2 separate regions of the Arachis hypogaea genome follow, and region 1 is linked to region 2. The links are chromatin contacts, called in public Hi-C maps. All regions are on one chromosome and are shown on one strand. Each heading gives the region's core, a stretch centred on a gene start, on an enhancer-like site or on the middle of the called end of the contact. The rest is flanking DNA. Distances are from core to core; before and after follow the strand shown.

Region 1 (2,720 bases), core at 155-2,654, 40 kb after region 2:
TGTTACTTTTTCTTCATCTTCTTATTTCATTTAAGACACATCTTTAGATGAATAATATATATAGAAAGATGGAATAAAAAAGATAATAGATCAGAAAATATATACAAGTCAATAGTTCAAAAAGAACATGTCTCCACAAAAAATATATGACAAGAAGAAGAAAAAAAATTCTAACAAAAATCGAAAATAAAAAGAGAACAAACGTCGTATAAAAAGACTAAGTCCATTCATTGAAACAAATGCAAAAATAAAAAACAACAAATAATGATATAATTTTGTACAATTTTAATATTAAAAATTTTTGTATTACAAAATATTTTAAATAAAAACACACCAAAATTTAATATTAGTTTGTATATATATTAATTAATTTTTAAACAATATAATACTTATTAAAATATACTATATATCATCACTAATTTATTACTCTGCACATCACACGGATCTCACTTTAGTTATCCATAATTTTATAATATAATCTTATTTAACTTCTATTTTTTTTTTGTTAGACTAAAAACTAACCAACTACGAATCTAAATTCCAATAAACTGACTATTTGTTTAAATGGACAAATCAATATATTATTCGACTAATTTAAATTGATTATTTGACTTTTATTATGAAATATCTAATGTCTTTCAACTAAAATTTGAATAAATAATTTAAGAAACTGAGACGATCTTTTACTTTTATCAATTTAGACATTATTAAAAAAAACGAGTAATTTTATTTAAAAAAAATTTAACTCTTCTTTAACATTTTCGTTAAATTTATGATTGGAATATTAATAATGAATACAATTTTCAAAGTAATTTTTAAAAAATTTTTAGTAGAATATTTTAATTCTCAACAAATTTTAATAATTAAATCAGTATTTGAATTTTTATTTATTAGACAAATTGATTCTCATATTAAATTATTCGTCTATATAAAAGGGTTAATCTAAAAATTTTAAAAAAAATTTAAAAACTATTATATCTTTATCAAAGAATAATTCGTCTACATTTTTATGAGATTGAAAATATTACTTAATTCTACATTAGTTTATGAATATTTCAATGGATAAACTAATTTGTCCCAAAATTTAAAATTTGCCATGCTCAAGCATGATTGATCACTTAGCAAAAATTAACAAAAATATACTTTATTATTTTATTATTGACAAAAATATTTTAAAATTTTTTATTAATTAAAATATTCTCAAATAATTTAAAAAATAACAAAATTATTTCGCTGTGATAAAAAATTTAGTCATTTTTAATTGCGATTTAATATTTTTATTATATTTTTAAATAATTTAAAAATATTTTATTAATAACAAAATTTAAAAATATTTTTATGAACGGGGCAAGATAATTCAAGTATACTTTTTTGGTTTATCCTTGATTTTTTAGATCTTAATTATTTTTAAAATTTTATTTCAATCAGTACAAAACACAATGGTCTTCTTTCTTGCTATTCTCTCCTCTTTCTCTCAACTGCGTTTTCGAATATTCCATCAAAGCCAAAAAAAAAAAAAAAAAAACATAAATCAGAGAAGAAAGAAAGAAAGGAAAAGAAAGAAAGAAAGAAAGAAAGGAGGAGAGAGAACACAGGAGCAGTGTGGCCATGGCGGATCAGCAGAATTTGCCAGAAGGAACGGTGCAGAACATTCTAGAACAAGAAACTCTCAAATGGGTCTTCGTTGGTGGCAAAGGTGGCGTTGGCAAAACCACATGCAGCTCAATACTCTCGATTCTTCTCGCCACTGTTCGCGACTCTGTTCTCATAATCTCCACCGACCCAGCTCACAATCTCAGCGATGCTTTTCAACAGCGATTCACAAAGACTCCAACTTTGGTCAATGGCTTCACCAATCTCTATGCTATGGTACCAATTAGAGCTTCCCAATTTTAGTGCTTTATGCCTTATTCGTGTGTGGTTTTCCTTTTTCGGACTCGATTATCATGCTGTTAGGTCAAATTTCTGAAATTGAGTCGAAGCTGAATGAATCAATGGCCCTGGGAATGGGGACTTGTGTGAAGAGAATTTGCAACTTGCAAGAGGAGTTGCTTATGCTCCCTGAATTGAGATCTGTAGAAGAAAGCTTGTTGGTTTTGATTGTTTATCCAAGCAAAACACATACTTTATGTATTGTTTGTTGCTGCTGCTGTTATTTTCTATTTTGGAACTGGTGGTTTTGTGGATTTATAGTGGTTGTGCCTTTTATAGGTGTGTATGAGATATGCAATGTTCGCAATGTTCATGCTTTTTAGGTTGTTGCAGTGGTTTTCCTGTCTAGTAAAGGATTCAATTTTCACTTTTTATTGTTCAGAGAGAGATTGGTGATATAAGAAGAACATTTGAAGCTTAGTTTTGTGTATGATCTATTGTGTAGCCATGTTGTTACTTGTTAGGTTAGGTATTAATAGTTTTTTGTATGAGTGTAGAAAAGCAAAGCCTTTTTCCTTTGGGGGTATAGCTATGATGATTCTGTTGTCATCCATGAGTCAATTATTTATCTGAATGATTAACTATTTCTCTTTTACTAATTCAGGTTACATGATTTGTCTCTCTTGGACCTTTTATTAATTACTGAGTGCTTCACACTTGAATCATTATTTGTTTGAGTTTTTTTTTTGTTATCCAAAATGATCCTATTTTTATTTCATTCATCTTGGTGTTAGTTTTATCTTAATTGTTTTCCATTGTAGGAAGTGGATCCCACTGTTGAGCATGAG
Region 2 (2,808 bases), core at 247-2,746:
TCTTCTTTCCTATAAGTTTCAAGACAACAATCGGTATAACTTTTTAAAATGTATGTATATCATTCACTTGGTTTAAATTTATTTAAATTTATTGGTTGATATGAGACTATTTTTAAATTAAGTATTGAATAGACTCAACTCAAACTTAACCGAAAAAAATTAAGTGAGTTTTCTGGTGGTCAAGTATCCCATGACTAACCATGACTAGGTGTTGACCATTCAATCCGAACTTGACACTTGGCATAGATGTTTAGAAGAGGATCTTTTAACCAACTCCTTAATAACTATATTGATTGTGTTAGTTGATTAAAGTGTTGAGGTTGGTGAAAAAAGAATAGACGACTACGTTAAGGAGATTTATAAAAGGGTTGAGAGAATGGAAGCTGGAGATCGAAGATAGAGAAGGATGGAAAAAACGGAAGTAGAAAAGTTGTTGAAGAAGAGATCGAGGTAGAGAAGAGAGGGGAAAGAGGAGAGAAAAGAAGGGATGAGTTTGATGAAAAAGTTTTGGGAGAGGTTAAGGTGGGTGAGAGAGGTGTGGAGAGAGAATGGAGGAGAGGAGGGACATGAGAAAGTTGTCATCGAGGGAGAGGAGGAGAGAGAAGGCAGATCAGAAGTTAAACGAAGAAAGGAGAAGGGACTAAAGAGAAAAAAGAGAATGATGTGGGATATGTTGGGGTAGGTGATAGAGGTCCAATTGTATTAAGGAACAAAATCAGTTAGGCTATTAGGATTGTTTAGAATATGTTAATTGAGTTAGTTGGCATTCAAGAATTTAAGAATATATCTTGTTAGCTATACTGAGTGAACTATAGCTATATATATCAATTGTACCTTAACTTGTATAGTAACCAAAAAGCTGATAGCAATAATACACAATTCTATTTTACCATTCATTTCTTAAGGTCTCTCTTAAACCTTCTCTGCTTTCTAACTCACACAGTGAACCTTCTAGGATTTTGTTATAGTATCAAGAGTCATTTTTTTGCTCACCTATCACCATAGAAAGTTTTCTATTTGATTCATCAAACTAGAGGTCATTCTCACCCATTACAAATAAATTGAATGAAACAATTATTCCACATAGAGGTATTAAACATTGTTCACTATGGGTGGCATGAGTATCCAAATCCGTGGGTACCCATCCCACCCCTACCCGGTTGGGACGAGTTTAAACCTGACCTGGAGCGAGACGGGTTTCAATCGAGATGGGTAGTTGAGCGGGGTGGGGCAGGGTCGGGTTCAGGGTGAACCCGTCCCCAGAATGCATATATGTGTGTGTGTGTGTGCGCACGCGCATGTGTGCGTGTGTGTATATAATTTTAAGAATTAGGGTTCCCTAATCCCTCATACCCTCACCGCCACTCACCTTCAGAAACCCAACCCTCAACCAAAGTCACCTCTTCTCCAAAGACCATAGCCAAGCTCAGCTGCACCACTCGCCATCATAATTCATCACCGTCGCTGCGCCAGACCCTCACCGCCGCTCACCTTCAGTTGCCAACCCTCAACAAAAATCACCTCTTCTCTAACGACTACAGCTAAGCTTAGCTGCGCCACTCACCATCACAGATCAAACGTTATTGTGCCACCGAGCCTGTTGCCATCGTTGCGCTACCGAACCCCTTGCCGAGCCACCGTAACTGCATTGCTGAATCCCTCGCCGAGTGAATCCATCGTTGAGTCATCATCGCTGCACTGTCGAGTCCATTGCCGTCCCTGCGGTTTTCCTTTCTTCTAACTGTTGCAGCTTCCTAGTAAGTTCCCCCTCATCCTTTGTCTCTCTCTCACGTTATGAATATGTGAAAAAATCTACACTTTATAGTGAATTTGTGAATCTGAATGTTTGAATTTACATATGTGAGTTTATTTATCTGAATGTATGAATCTAAATGTGTGAATTTGTGAATCAGAATGTGTGAATTTGTATTTTTGTTTATATATGTGTTATTACATGTATATCGTTCTTCTCTATTCTTATATAAGAACATTATTACATTTCCATTGTTAGGTGAATTTTCTTCAACGTGAGGGCTTGTGTGTTACACTTGGTTATAATAATGCTTATGTTGATCTTCATACCTTTGTATCTTGCATTAAAGTTGAGGGTGATTTCTATAAGTTGGAATGTTCTCTTACTCAAGTATATTAGATATTAACTAAGATTGGTTTTTATTGGATTAGGCATTATGTGGCTGAATGTGAATTGGAGCCTGAATTCTCAATTAGGGAAGGAAATGATTTGCACCGTCCTTAAAGGATATGACAAGACAATATCACAAGTTAAAATCATGTATATCTTTCTTCTTAAACAGCTTATATGTAGTTTTGTTGCTGAGCATGAGACTTGTGTATTTTTATTCTTCATCTTGATTATATAACTTTGATTTTGGTCTAATCTTAGAGTGAATTTAAAATTTGTATAGACTATAATCCATTATCTCATTTAATGTATTTTTAATTTTTTAGTGACAACCTTTTTGCATAATCCATTATCTCTTTTTTTTTTTTGAATTCGTATTGGCTATAAAAAAATAAATAAATTGATTATCTCTTTTTGATTTTTAGATTTGACTCTTGACCTTCAAACCTTTAATGATGATGAAGATGTAGAAAGTGATCAAGAATAAGGATTGAAGACTCTTTTATATTTAATGATGTAATTTTTTTATGGTGTTAAATTTGTATTGATCAAACATTAACTTTTTTTAATTTCAAGTTATTTGACATTGTATGAATCTTATATTGTATTTTAATTTAGGTATGAATTTTAAGTTTTTATCTTAATTTATATATGAATATGTAAAA

What was found. Hi-C and Micro-C count contacts between places; a contact is called where the count stands out from the background.
Region 1: a Hi-C map of leaf shows a contact between it and region 2, with 4 times the contacts expected there. The contact joins the promoter of LOC112797398 here to the enhancer-like site in region 2. A contact is called at or near these places in 3 of 8 Hi-C or Micro-C datasets (leaf and an unstated tissue).

Annotation. Positions count from the first base shown.
Region 1 is chr4:114,714,988-114,717,707 of arahy.Tifrunner.gnm2.J5K5, forward strand. LOC112797398 (ATPase GET3A) reads left to right here and starts at 1,405. Exons shown (of 7, transcript XM_025840311.3): 1 at 1,405-1,869; 2 at 2,694-2,720. The coding sequence starts at 1,609.
Region 2 is chr4:114,674,930-114,677,737 of arahy.Tifrunner.gnm2.J5K5, forward strand. No RefSeq gene overlaps it. Among protein-coding and RNA genes, the nearest start is that of LOC112797395, 14 kb to the right of the region's middle. Within about 2 kb of position 1,497, at least 1 of the 3 cell types and tissues checked has open chromatin away from gene starts, as enhancers often do.